3 separate regions of the Sus scrofa genome follow, and regions 1 and 2 are each linked to region 3. A link is a contact called in public HiChIP or PLAC-seq and promoter capture Hi-C data. All regions are on one chromosome and are shown on one strand. The core of a region is the stretch at or near the end of the contact, and the rest is flanking DNA. Distances in the headings are between cores, read along the strand shown.

Region 1 (4,612 bases), core at 526-3,025, 95 kb after region 3:
CATACGCAGCCAGGGTGCCTGATGGGTGTGCTGCGACAGCAACTACCCCTTCCTTTCAGTCACAAGTAGGAAATCAGCCCAGACAGCAGATATTGAGCCAGCCTTGGGGCTAGCTTCCCAAGAAAAGAGGTCCCCGTGCAGGGGTGCCAGTGCTGGCTGGGACCTTCCACTGTCTCCAGGTGAAGAGCCAACCTTTCCATCCCCGAAAACACCAGGTGTGCCCCTTACTGAAGTCACCTGCCTACCAGGCCTTGTCAAGTCCCACCCCAAACACACAAGCAGGTCTCCTCCCCGCCATTATGTGCTCTTCCAGAATTTACCAACATTCCAGACTAAATATTTGCCAGTCACTCTTTAATACTGACTTCCTATAAACTCTGAGAGCAAAGGCCAAAGCTAGCTTGTCACCACTAGATCCTGTGGCCAGGAAGATCTGAACCAACCCAGCGACAGCCAAAAGGTCAGGGTCCTTCAGGTCCACCAAGTGGCCATTCCAGTGCAAGACCCAAGCCCTGTGCTGGCCCTGAGAAGGGAGGCCAGAACAACTAGCCACTTAGACTGCTCAGCCCCAGTTTCCTAATGCTCTGGAGTGATCCTGAGACCCAGGGCTTGTCCTGGGGCTCACACCAGCTGCAAGGAGCTGCATGCAACTAATCCAGGCTAGTGGGCTGTACCAGGACCTGCCCCTTCCTACTGCAGTTGAGCAAGACCAGTCCCAGAGCTGGGGTGCACAGGAAGCCGGAAGAGGCAGAAGCAGGACTTCCGGGAGGCTGGAGTCAGGGAAGAGGGCAAGTCCCCCAGCTCCCCAAGTCGCTCACGCACCCGGGATTTCAATTTATTTTCCCCCGCCCAAACCCCTTGCCTCTGGAAGCCAAACCATCCCTACCCTTTCTCTCCGCCTGGGCCTAGGCACCCCTCTCCACTCCAAACCCTGACTCCAGCTCACTTTCCTTCTCTGTGTTTGGGATACTGCCCACCGACTCCTCCCGGCTTCCCCCGGCGACTCCACCGCTGGGAAGGCAGGTATAAGTCTGGCCCTGGAATTAGCCAGGTGACCACGGAGAGTAGGTGCTCAATAGGGCCTCGCCACCTGCAGTTCCTCCTCTCGGTCACCCACACCTCCCTCTCCCTGCTCCCTGGGAGCTGGCCCAGTAGCAAATGTCAGGAACAGAGCCGGCATGAAGCGCGGTACCTTCGGTTTTCTAGTCGTGAAAGTGAGGGAGGGTCGGCCGGGAGGGAACACTGCTCCCATCCCGGAACTTCCGGGCTGAGGGGCCCGGAAACGGAGCCTTTCACAAGCAGCCCTCCAGCGGCCTCCACCTGGACGAGGGCGGAAGACCCATCGGACGAGACTCCCAGCCCCCGGGAAACGTAAGAACACAGGCTCCGGCCGCCGTCAGGCCCCGGAGAGCGCTGACTCCCTCCCACGAGGCGCCCGCGGCGCCGACCCCACTCGGGATGGGCTCCCGCTCCCTTGGCCGCCGACCCCGCTGCGCCACCAGGGCAGGCCGCTTCCGGGCCCTCAGTTTCCCCGTCCCGGCCAGCTCGCCTCAGTCCGAGGCAGAGGCCCCCACCCGCAAGGCCTGGGCCTCACCGGCAAGCGCGGCACGATCTCGACCGAGCAGCAGTGGCAGAAGTACCGTCCGGGTTGCGGCGACGCCTCGGCCATGGCCACCTCCGCCTCCTCCGCGCCGCCCGCCCCCCGCGCGGCGCCCGCCGCCGGCCGTTTGCTGCTCCCTCGCCGGCCGACGCGCCCGCGCACGCTCACGCATGGCACGCACGGCACGCACGGCGTGAGGCTAGGAGGGGGTGGCAGAAGAGGTGCAGGCAGCTGCCTGCGCGACGGTGGCCGCCGAGGGGCAAACTAGGAGCGGGCTCCAGGCCAGGGTGGGGCCAGGCTGCGGGAGGAGGCCGAGGGGTGGAGTCTGCATGGGGAAGAGCCGAGTCGCCTAGGCAACCTGGAACGGGGTGCTGGGGGCGGGTCGGGTCCGGGGGGCGGGGCTACAGGGAGTGCGGGGGCGGGGCCTGAGCTGGGCAGGCCTGAGCAACTCATCTACAAACCTGCAAAGCCCCAACTTCCTTTATTACTTGCTTCACCATTCTCTCACCTCTCTGTCCTCACTGCTCCTGGGACGCTCCAGCGCGTTCTTACCTCCAGGCCTGTGCACTGGCTGTGCCCATGCTTGGTGCACCGTTCCCCAGACATTTCAAGTCTTTGCTTATATGTCTCACCTGTTGAGGCGCCCTCTGCAATGGCACTTGTTTCCACCTGATAAACTGTAGGGACATGTCCACAACAGAAGCGATTTTGTATCTTCTTCCGAGCTAAACTCATGCACACATGCATTCCATGAACACTTGTTGAATGAATGGAGACAGGAGGCCCAATCCTGGATCAAGGAGGCCTGGCCTCCCGTGCCTCAGGGTGATGCCTGGGATAAGAAAATTTGAGGTGGAGTTCCCGTTGTGGCGCAGTGGTTAACGAATCCGACTAGGAACCATGAGGTTGCGGGTTCGGTCCCTGCCCTTGCTCAGTGGGTTAACGATCCGGCGTTGCCGTGAGCTGTGGTGTAGGTTGCAGACGCGGCTCGGATCCTGCGTTGCTGTGGCTCTGGCATAGGCCGGCGGCTACAGCTCCGATAAAACCCCTAGCCTGGGAACCTCCATATGCCGCGGGAGCGGCCCAAGAAATAGCAACAACAACAAAAAAGACAAAAAAAAAAAAAGAAAGAAAGAAAATTTGAGGCCTTCCAGGTGTGGCCTTGTTCCCATGATGCACCTTGGGGTGAGCAGAGGACAGAAAACCTAACCCCAACCCCCAAATTAATCAGCAGGCCAAGATCATTGCTGAGGTTAGTTCCAGACCAATCATTTATTTTACTTTATTTTATTTTTGTCATTTTAGGACAGCACCTGTGACATACGGAAGATCCCAGGCCAGGGATCAAATCAGAGCTGTAGCTGCCAGCCTCATGGCAACAATGGATCCTTAACCCACTGGGTGAGGCCAGGGATAGCACCTGTGTCTTCATGGATCCTAGTTGGGTTTGTTACTGCTTGGCCACAACGGGAACGCCCTTACATTTATTTCTTTATCCACTCAACAAATATTCATTGAGCTCCTGTTGTATGCCAGACCCTTTGCTAGGTGACACATCAGGGGAAATGACAGGCTCAACAGGCAATGAAAATGGTTTTCTGAAATACTCTATGGCTGGAGGAGACAGAACTGGTTACAGACACCCCAGCTCTATGAAGTTGAGCCAGAGGATGAGTCCCTAAGGTGGTTTTGGTTCTGCCTCCGGAGACAGACAGGACTTCCTAAGAGAAGGGACACTGGAGCCAGAGCTTTGGGGAATGAATAGGAGTTCGTTGGAATTGGGCTTCTTGCTGAAGGGAGCACTGGAGCCAGAGTGTCAAGAAATTAAAAATTGGAGCCCGTGCATAAAATATCTTGAATATCAAGAAGCTAGGAACAAGGACTTGAATGCCAGCCACCATCTTGTATCCTTCAAGGCTGGGGTGTGATTCCAAGCCATTCCTGCTCTGACCACCAGAGAGCGCCCCCCACCCCATTGCTGGGAATCCAGGCACACCACACCCCCATCCCAGATCCCAGGAGGAGCTGTTTGCTTCAGGCCTCTAATGCCTAACCCCTGGCTTGTCTCACAACAGAGACATTTATTGTGAATAAGTTTATGAGGTACTGCCCAAGAGACCTTGGAGTCAGCAAGCATGCATTCAAATCCCACCAAGTCACACTGGCTGTGTGGCTCTGGGTAATTCACTTAACCTCTCTGGGCAGATGACAGAAACTACCTCTCAGAGTTTTGAGACTGGATTAGGCTTGGGGCACCTGTGGGTACCCAAGGCACTTCCTCACTGGGCCCTGCTGCTGCCCTGAGTTCATCTGCTCCTTTCCTACCCTCCCCAACCCAGTCTCATTGGCCCTCAAAAGTGGTCTGAACTGGATCCCACCTCAGGGCCTTTGCCTGGTCATGCCCTATGCTAAGAGTATGGAAGTACCTTGCTTTTCTTTCTTTTTTTGGCCACACTTGCATCATGTGAAAGTTCCCCAGGCCAGAGATCAAACGGTTCCACAGCAATGACAACACTGAGTCCTTAACTGCTAGGCCAATAGGGAAATCTGGGGGTGCCATTCTGACTGTTCCTTCTCTTTCCCTGCTTCTCAAGAGGCTGCTCCGACCCCTTCCTGGGGAGCCCCCATCCTCTTCTGCACCCAGCTGCCCAGTGTCCTCTTCCCTTCACCCCACAGCTGTCCCCAGACCCAGGAGTTCTCAATGGCATCTCCTAATAGGTGAAGCCAGTACCCAGCATATATAGGTGCTCAAAAGAGTCTTGAATAAAGAACAGTTAGTGATAAGTTCCCTGGTGGCTCAGCAGGTTAAGGATCTGGCATTGTCGCTGCTGTGGTGTGGGTTTGATCCCTGCTGGCTGGGGAACTTCCATATGCCACAGAGGCAGCCAAAAACAAAACCAGAAACAAATCCTTTGGAATTCAGTAATTCGGGATCCAAGCTGTGCCTGCAACATACACCACAGCTCACAGCAATGCTGGCTCCTTAACCCACTAAGCGAGGCCAGGGATTGA
Region 2 (4,846 bases), core at 370-2,869, 74 kb after region 3:
AGGCTCCCCAACCCCCTCCTGGCTGCTGAACACACACTGAACGTGGGGCAGGAGGGGAAGCAGGAGGCACTGGCCAACTGGGAGGGAGATAACAGATGGTGAGAAAGGACAGATGCTCCCTGCTTGCTTGGGAGGCCGCCAGAACTAGGCTGTCCATCCAGGATTACAAAGACAGCGACCCAAGCCCATGTACCTCTGTGTGGCCTTAGGCCAGTCTCTTCAGCCACAATTTGGGGCCTCCACTGTCTCATTCGGAAAATGGGAGTCCCTGGTGGGTCTGGGGACAAGGGCACTACAAGAACTCAATGCGCACAGTTCTTGTTTCACATCATCACTGCAGTGGGCAATTGGACCACCAGAGTGGGACAGTACGACTCCCTCCACCTTACAGACTTACATGCCTTCTCCTTGGGCTCATCGTGAAGAACCAGGGAGGTGGCTCCGGGCAGAGTGGCCAGCAGGCAGGGGGCGGGGGGGTGGGAACAGTGACCTCAGGGACCAGGCTCACCTTCCAGCAGCTCAACATGGCCCCAGTCCTTCCTGCGGTCCTGCTCACAAGGGCTGGCAGACAAACTTCTTCTCCGGCCCCCAATGACACCAAGGGTTCCTGCAGGAGAGACCAGGGAGGCGCCCAGTCGGTGAGGGAAGGAGGGCCCTTGAAGGGACAGAAATGTCAGGATCCGGGGGCAAAGGAACCCTAAAGTGGCAGGCGCCCAGTCGGTAAGGGAAGGAGGGCCCTTGAAGGGACAGAAATGTCAGGATCTGGGGGCAAAGGAACCCTAAAGTCAGTGGCTACCGGTCTCACATTGGAAAGAAACCCACAGGCCAGGGAGTTCCCCTTGTGGCTCAGTGAAAATGAACACGACTAGTATCCAAAAAGACGCAGGTTCCATCCCCGGCCTCACTCAGCGGGTTAATGATCCAGCGTTGCCGTGAGCCGCAGTGTAGGCCGGCAGCTGTAGTTCCGACTTGACCCCTAGCTTGGAAGTTTCCGTATGCCGTATCTGAGGCCCTAAAAAGCCAAAAAATAAAATGAAAGAAACCCACAAGCCAAAGGTGAAGGGGGCATCACAGCTAAGAAAAAAAAGGAAACTGGGGCGTGGGATCGAGGACGAAGGTTTCCTCCAACTGAAAGTAAAGAGTTCAAAGATCAAAATCCCTAAACCGTAAAGAGTGGACTGAGGGCTCCAAAAGAAATCAAGTGTCAGAGGTCAAAGTACCCTGCCGACCCCCGTCCGCAGACGGTTCGGAGACTGGGCCGAGGACGAGTGAAAGTGGGGTCGAGTCACTGGGTTCCCGGAAACCCCCCAAGGGCAAAAGGCAAAAGTCGGGAAGTAGCTGGACTCCCGGGCCGAAAAGCCTGAGGTCTCGGCCGCGGGTGAGGAGGCGGGGCAGGGTCGCGGTGTGGCCCCCAGGTCTCCGCCGCATTACCTTCCTCCGTCAGGAGGCCATGGCGGCCCGCGGGCCACAGGGCCCTCCGGAGCCCCGCCACGCCGCGGCCCCAGCGGAGGGCAGACATGCCACCCGCACGCGGCACTGCCGCCCCACCGCACTGCGCCTGCACCTTCCGCGCCTGCCGGGAGTTATAGTTGCACGGCCTACGGCGGCCGCGAAGGAACCGTGTGCCCAGAAAGGGCCTCCCGAACCACAACTCCCAGGGGGCAGCGGGGCAAGGCCCCACAACCCCACCCCGAGGCACAGGGGCATGCGCGCCGATGGAGCCCTCTGATTGGCTATTCGCTGGCGAGGCGGGGCAGGAGAGAGTTGTTGTTTGAGCAGCACGGGATGAATACAAGCCATGTTTGGGAGGACCCGGAACGTGGGTTTTGTTGTTTAAGAAATAGTCGCCGGGTAATTATGACTGCGTTCTGCAATTTAGAGATTCCTGTCAACGATCTTAATTGGTCCAACGATAGCTTTGGGGAGGGAACTATTACCGTCTACAGTTTACTGAAGAGGAAGCTGAGGTTTAGAGAGGTCAATCAAAATGCCCAAAGTCACACAGCACAATATTAGAGGCACTAGAATGAAGGCCCAGATCTGTTTGAGTCCAAGCCCTAAAGCCAAGGGTCAGCCGGGTCATGTTGTTCCCTGGACATTTCTGTCATCCACTCTTTCTGGTCTCAGTTTACCCACTACTAGTTCCCAAGTTCCTGAGGCCAGGGGCAAAGTGGACGGGAGGAGCGCACTAACCTCCAACTTAGTTGATTTGATGACAAGTGGAATGAAATAATCCCTGGATCCTGTACCTTCCCAACCCTGGTCTCCATGGAGATCTCACTCAGGAGTAAGGAGGGCCAGAGCTTTAGAATCAGTCCTGGGGAGTTCCCGTCGTGGCGCAGTGGTTAACGAATCCGACTAGGAACCATGAGGTTGCGGGTTCGGTCCCTGCCCTTGCTCAGTGGGTTAACGATCCGGCGTTGCTGTGAGCTGTGGTGTAGGTTGCAGACGCGGCTCGGATCCCGCGTTGCTGTGGCTCTGGCGTAGGCTGGTGGCTACAGCTCTGATTGGACCCCTAGCCTGAGAACCTCCATATGCCGCGGGAGCGGCCCAAGAAATAGCAACAAAAAAAAAAAAAAAAAAAAAAGAATCAGTCCTGGAAGGCATGCCCATCTCACCGCTGAGTTCAGGAAACTGAGATCAGGGGAGGGAAGCATGTGAACTGGGATCAGTTGGCACGTGGAGGATGACAATATGCAGTATAACTGTGTTCCAGGAAGCAGTCATGGCAAGTGCAAAGGCCCTGAGGCAGGAACACATGTGGATAGCTAGAATTTGAGCAGCATTTTAGGGTGAGGAAGCAATGACAAACCTGGGGGTATGCTCAGGGCCCAGACTACAGTGAGCCTCAGGAACCTCGGCTCAGGTTCACGCATGTCCTCAGACACTTGGACTTCAGTCTCCCCACTACCCAGACTAGAGACTGGACCTGTGCTCTAGAAGTGCCAGACTCCCAGATCTGGAAGCCTCTTGACAGCACATTCAAGATGCAGCTGCCCACGCGAGTCTGTGCACTGTGATGCCATCGGCTGGGAATGTTTTTAGCAGACGCAGCGTCCTCCCCAACCTGCCCCAACCCACCCCAAGATGCCCTGGGGGGCAGTGACCTCAGCCCTTGCTCACACCTAGGGTTGCCTTCCTGGCCCAAGGGTGGGGGGACTGAATCAGCTGGGCCCGGCCCCCCAAGTCCTAGAGACAGCCCCTTGCACCCCTGAAGCCTGGCAGAGCCAGGAGCATGGGCTGGAAACCAAGACTTCTCTCTCTCTTTTTTTTTTTTTTTTTTTTTTTTTGTCTTTTTAGGGCCGCACCCACGGCATATGGAGGTTCCCAGGCTAGGGGTCCAATTGGAGCTGTAGCTGCCAGCCTACACCAGAGCCACAGCAACGCCAGATCTGAGCCGCATCTGTGACCTACACCACAGCTCAGGGCAACACTGGATCCTTAAGCCACTGAGCAAGGCCAGGGATTGAACCTGCAACCTCATGGTTCCTAGTCAGATTCGTTTCCGCTGCACCACGAGGGGGAATCCTGGAGGCCAAGACTTCTGACTCCTTTGCCTCCATTCCCTTTACTATCTTCTGGAATGTCAGTTGCCCTATCCCATATTTCCCAAAGAGTCAGAGCCTGGATCTTAGTGGTGAAGAGGCTATTTATTCGTTTGGGGTTTTTTTTTGCTTTTGTTTTTTTTTTTGGCATATGGAAGTTCCCAGGCTAGGGGTCAAATCAGAGAGCTGCAGCTGCTGGCCCACACCACAGTCACAGCAACTCTAGATCTTCATCTTCGACCTACACACAACTTCACAGCAACACCGGATCCTTAACTCACTGAGTGAGGCCAGCAATAGAACCTGCATCCTCATGGATACTAGTCAGGTTCCTTTCTGCTGAGCCACAAGGGAAACTCCTGAAGAGGCTATTCTCTCAGTTCCTGATCAAACATGGGAGGTCTGGCTTGGGGCCACCTGTGTGTAACCCCTGTCTCAGCTCCTAAGCTGTGGTCCTACTGATCTGAGACTTTGTCACATGGACTCTTTGTGTTTCTTCCCACAGCTTACTTTCACTGTGTCATGTATGGTACTGGTTTTCCACTCCTGACGGTGATGACAAGTTTTATTGTAAATCTGAAGCAAGAAAATAGGAATAATACCCAAGATATATGAAAAGAGATTTCATTAAGAGTGGGACACAGGGAGTTTCTACCGTGGCTCAGCAGGTTAAGAATCCAGCCTTATCTCTGCAGTGGTGCAGGTTTGATCCCCAGCCCCAATGTAGCGGGTTAAGGATCTGGCATTGCCACAGCTGCGGCATAGGTCACAGCTGTGGCTCAGATTGGATCCCTGGCCCAGGAACTTCCATACGCCACGAATGCAGCCAAAAAAAAAAAAAAAAAAAAAAGACGGGGGTAAAGCGTTGAGACTTAGGGTTTAGGCAACACTGTGTTACAGAATCTGTTCAAATCTGCCAATTATCACCCAAAATGTTTTGTCCAAATCAAACCAGGAGACGTTCAGATGAACCTGAGCTGTGGGGTGTGCTAGGACACTTCAGAAGTGCTGAGAACCAACTATGAAGGAAAAATAAAAATCATTTTTAAAAAAGTACTGAGAAAGTTGAGGAAAGATTTCTAGATGGAGGGAAATCGTATCAGATTCCTGGGGCTGCTGTAACAAATTACCACAAAGATGGTGTCTTAAAGGACAGAAATTTATTTTCTCGTATTTCTGGAGACAAGACATCAAAAATTAATATCACAAGGCTGAAATCAGGTCAGGGCTGTGTCCACACAGAGGCTCCAGGGTAGAGTCCTTCCTGCCTCTTCCAGGTCCTGGGGGCCCAGGTGTCCCTT
Region 3 (4,759 bases), core at 2,217-4,716:
CCTCCCCACTCCCCCTTGGCAACTGCAAGTCTACCCTCCATGTCTGTGAGTCTGTTTCTTTTTTTTTTTTTTTTGTCTTTTCTAGGGCCGCTCCCAAGACATATGGAGGTTCCCAGGCTAGGGGTCTCATCAGAGCTGTAGCCACCAGCCTACGCCAGAGCCACAGCAACGTGGGAGCTGAGCCGCGTCTGCAACCTACACCACAGCTCACGGCAACGCCGGATCCTTAACCCACTGAGCAAGGCCAGGGATCAAACCCGCAACCTCATGGTTCCTAGTCGGATTCATTAACCACTGAGCCATGACGGGAACTCCTGTGAGTCTGTTTCTATTCTGTAGATAGGTTCATTTGTGGCTGTTTTAGATTCCACATATGAGAGCTATCATGTGGTATTTGTCTTTCTCTTTCCTTTTTTTTTTTTTTTTTTTTGTCTTTTTGCTGTTTCTTGGGCCGCTCCCTCGGCATATGCAGGTTCCCAGGCCAGAGAGAGCCTATGCCAGAGCCACAGCAACGCAGGACATCTTCTTAATCCATTCGCCTGTCAGTGGACATTTAGGTTGTTTCCATGTCTTGACTATTGTGAATAGTGCTGCTATGAACTTAGGGGCCCATGCACCCCCCTGCTTCAGCCCTGCAGCACCACTGCCTCCTGAGATGATGACTTTTCCCAACAGGCACAACTGCAGCAAAATGCTATTGCGCAAATCTCCGTAACATATTCCAGCTCCATGCCAAGGGCTTACAAGCATTATATTTCATGTAACTCATTTTAAGATAAACAAGTTGAGCATTGGAGGACCATTTGTTTTGTTTGCTTTTCAGGGCCACACCCGCAGTATATGGAAATTCCAGGCTAGGGATTGAATACAACTGCTGGCCTACACCACCACCACAGTGATTCAGGATCTGAGTCATGTCTGCAACCTACACCACAGCTCACAGAAACACCGGATCCTTAGCCCACTGACTGAGGCCAGGGATTGAACCCGCCTCTTCATGGATCCTAGTCAGTTTCCTTACTGATGAGCCATAACAGGAACTCCCTGGAGGACCATTTCTAAAGTCAAGGCAGAACCTAGATTTGAATTCAGGGCTCTGTTTTTTTTTGTTGTTGTTGTTTTTTTTTTTTTGTCTTTTTGCTATTTCTTTGGGCTGCTCCCGAGGCATATGGAGGTTCCCAGGCTAGGGGTCGAATCGGAGCTGTAGCCACCGGCCTACGCCAGAGCCACAGCAACGCAGGATCCGAGCCGTGTCTGCAACCTACACCGCAGCTCACAGCAACGCCAGATCCTTCACCCACTGAGCAAGGGCAGGGATCGAACCCGCAACCTCATGGTTCCTAGTTGGATTCGTTAACCACTGTGCCATGACGGGAACTCCAAGGGCTCTGTTTTTTGTTTTTGTTTCTTTGTTTTGGCTGCACCTGCAGCACGTGGAAGTTCCTGGGTCAGGGATGGAAACCACACCACAAAGTAACGAGAGTCATGCTGGAACCTTAACCCACTGAGCCAGCAGGGAACTCCCAGGGCTCTTCTATAGCCCGTGGATGGAACGCTCAACTCAAATTGGCTTAATAAAAGAGTTCCCATCGTGGCTCAGCGGAAACAAATCTGACTAGCATCCACGAGGACACAGGTTCAATTCCTGGCCTCGCTCAATGGGTTAAGGATCTGGCATTGCTATGAGCTGTGATGCAGGTTGCAGACTTGACTCAGATCCCACGTTGCTGGCTTAGTAAGAAGCGGAAGGAAAAAAAAAGAAATTTATTGACTTGCACCATTGCAAGGGGAGGTCAGGCATGGCTGGATCCAGGAGCACAGTCACTGGCACTTTCTCATCAGTTGGCTTAGCTTTCCTGAGTGCCAGCTTTGTTCAAAGATTTCATGTTGATGAGATGGTCCTATGCACAAGGCCCAGGGCTCCCAGCTCAGCCATCTCAGCGTTGTGTCCCAGAAAATATCCCAGGCTGCATCTCCTTAGACAGTCAAGTCACATGCTGAACTAACCACTTCAGCCAGGGCTTAGGGATCAGTCCAATTCGAACCTTGCAGAGTAAGAGTGGGGGCCCCCTCAGGAAATGGAGGTGCCATGGCCAGAAAATGGGCAGGCAGAAACCTGGGATGTCCACAACCTCAGGACGTTGCAGAGCCTGAGATGCAGGCTGTCTTGGGAGACAAAGCCTCAGTGGGACCGAATGCAGAGTATGTAAACCTGGTACCTCCCTTTACCTATTCCCCACCCACCCAATAATTCCTGCCATATACATGGGGATACATCTTGGGAAACTTCTCTGGAAGAATCATAATTAATTCTAATTACTATTTATCAGCAAGCTGCCACTGACCAACACTATGACATTGGTGTCACTGGCAGAGAACAAGGGACAGAGAATACTTGGAACTCTGGACAAAGTGTGTGTGGCCCATCCTATAGGGGAGGCCCCTCCAGGTCCCCTGGTGTGCAGGGCAAGCCCCTGTATTGATGAGAGCCACTGAAGCTACTGCTCTGCCCATGGCTCTTCCTCAGGCTCCTTTGCTCATTCCCAGAGATGACATTTTTTTTTTCTCCAGATTTACCTGCCTGTCCTCAGCTGGGGCCAGCCCAGGGCCAGGTGACAGGCAGGCGGGGGAGGGAATCAGCTCTGCCCAGCCTCAAGTGTTGGTGCAGCTGCTGGCTGCCCGGGTCACCTGCCAGCAAGGCCATCACAGGCCACGGGGGCCATGCCCACCCTCGTGGGGAGCTGTCACCTGCGGACCTGCAAGGCTAAAGACCAGGTCCGAGCGCGCGCACATACACACCTCTCCGACCCAGAGCTGTGTGGGTGTCTGGGCCAGAGTGCTGTCAGGTCAGCCAGGCGGGGTCGGAAGGTGGAGGGAAGCCCAGACCCCCCCACCCCCCGGCTAGCTGGAGTCAAAGGTCAGCCTGATATGGACACAGCTGGGGTCAAGTTTTTATCTGGGGTTTGGCCAGAACAGGTCCCGAGACTGTGGGGCAGAGCACACCCTAAGTGGGAAGACGGCCGGAAGTGGAGGGACCCTCTTGGCTGGCCCGAGGCAGCCTGGGCCCGGGTCATGAGTATGGAAACTGAGGCTCGAGCCGGCCCCGCCCCGGCCCCGCCCCGCGCCGGGACGTCACAAAAAGGCCCAAAAGGGCCGCGAGCCGGGCGGGGCAGCGCAGCGCAGCCCTGCCCGCGGCCCCGCGCACAGGCATCAGGGGAGCTCGTAGAGCCGGGGCGGCGGAGGCCTCCCAGGGCCTCGGAAGCGCCAAGGCGCCTGCGCGCGCGGCCCCCGGCTCCCGGCGGCGCGCTCGGCGGCCGGGGGAGGGATCGCTTCCCATCGTGCCCCGCGGGCGGGCGCGCAGGCGCGGTCGGGGCAGGCTGCGCGCAGGCGCGGGCGGCGGCGGGGGCGGGGCGCGGCGGCCGAGGCGAGGGCCGGGCGGCGGCGCAGAGCGAGTGGAGCCCCCGGGTGCCCCGGGCGGCGGCGGCGGCGGCGGCGGCGGCGGCGCAGAGGAGGAAGGCGGCCCCGGCCCCGGCCCGTCCCGCGGTCCCGCGGCCCCGCGGCCCCGCGCGCCCCCTGCCCCGGCCCCGGACCCGGGCCCGTCCGCCGCCGCCATGGCCCGGCCGCTGGTGCCCAGCTCGCAGAAGGCGCTGCTGCTGGAGCTCAAGGGGCTGCAGGAGGAGCCGGTGGAGGGCTTCCGGGTGACCCTGGTGGACGAGGGCGATCTGTACAACTGGGAGGTGGCCATCTTCGGGCCCCCCAACACCTACTACGAGGGCGGCTACTTCAAGGTGAGCAGCGAAGAGGGGGGCGGGCGAGCGACCCTGCTCCGGGTCCTCGGGGCCCCTCCTCCACCTCTGCTCCCTGCCCGCTCCCCTCGCGGGGCCCCCTCCCTCTGCTCCACTGCCTGGCCGCCTCCGGAGAGTTCGGGGCTCTCAGTCACCCCTTCTTCCCCGTCTGGCCTCAGGAGTCCCCGAGAAGCGCCCATCCCCTCTAAGCCCGCTTCAGGCCCCCGAGAGGAAACCTAGGACCCTCCGTGTTTCTCTGGGTGCAGGGTTCTTGCTTCCCCCAGCCCTTAGTGTTCCCCGCCTCCCGGCCCTGCTCGCTGCTCAGAGGAGACAAAAAAGCCTCCCCACAACCAGCCAATACTGTTGCGGGGAGCGCCGGCTTAGGAAGGGAGGGAGTGGGGGAGGGAGGCCCGCTGGCCTGGGGACTGGCTCGGCCTCCTGCTCGGGTTCCAACAGAGGCCAGGATGGGGCCTTGGCAGCAGGGACCTGCTTGGAAAGCGTCCACCCTTGCCGATAGCAGCCGGCCAGGCCCTCTTGACTTCATCCTGAGCTTTATGTAACCTGCTCTCTCTGACGGTCACTCCCACCCTCCTCCCTGTCCCTGGAAACCACGGAGCAGAACCCACCCCAGGTTCCACCTCAGAAGGTTGGGGTCCTGGCCTTTTTCAGGTTCCAATGAGTCGTTGGCTTCTTGGGCCCGAATCTCAAGCTCTCGTGGTTTCTGGGCCCTCGGTGGTGGCCCGAATCTCAAGCTCTCGTGGTTTCTGGGCCCTCGGTGGTGGCTTAAATCCAAGCAGTTCTCTCTTGTTGTCAGAGCTGGGAGGCAAGTGTTTTCCTGGGGACTTGTGTGTCATGGACTCCAGCCAAAACCTGGGGAGGATCTGAGTCTAGCCGTGGTCTTGAGGGACCCCTCCCAGATCAAAAGGACTTTGCTCCTTGAGCCAGAGGGACAAGGCAGGGGGTCTCCTTGGGTG

Evidence for each region. Promoter capture Hi-C pulls out the DNA fragments that hold promoters and counts their contacts. HiChIP or PLAC-seq counts read pairs in DNA pulled down with a chosen protein or histone mark.
Region 1: a promoter capture Hi-C map of liver shows a contact between it and region 3, with 2.5 times the contacts expected there. The contact joins the promoter of RNF126 here to the promoter of CDC34 in region 3. A contact is called at or near these places in 2 of 5 promoter capture datasets (fetal liver and liver), 2 of 47 Hi-C or Micro-C datasets (embryonic fibroblasts and liver) and 2 of 2 datasets of contacts at active chromatin or transcription factors (alveolar macrophages and skeletal muscle).
Region 2: an H3K27ac HiChIP or PLAC-seq map of alveolar macrophages shows a contact between it and region 3. The contact joins the promoter of POLRMT here to the promoter of CDC34 in region 3. A contact is called at or near these places in 3 of 47 Hi-C or Micro-C datasets (embryonic fibroblasts, epiblast stem cells and skeletal muscle) and 1 of 2 datasets of contacts at active chromatin or transcription factors (alveolar macrophages).

Annotation. Positions count from the first base shown.
Region 1 is chr2:77,670,465-77,675,076 of Sscrofa11.1, reverse strand. RNF126 (E3 ubiquitin-protein ligase RNF126) reads right to left here and starts at 1,775. Exons shown (of 9, transcript XM_021084297.1): 1 at 1,595-1,775. The coding sequence starts at 1,669.
Region 2 is chr2:77,691,044-77,695,889 of Sscrofa11.1, reverse strand. POLRMT (DNA-directed RNA polymerase, mitochondrial) reads right to left here and starts at 1,619. Exons shown (of 21, transcript XM_021084303.1): 1 at 1,432-1,619; 2 at 509-607. The coding sequence starts at 1,519.
Region 3 is chr2:77,767,039-77,771,797 of Sscrofa11.1, reverse strand. CDC34 (ubiquitin-conjugating enzyme E2 R1) reads left to right here and starts at 3,466. Exons shown (of 5, transcript XM_021084306.1): 1 at 3,466-3,788. The coding sequence starts at 3,612.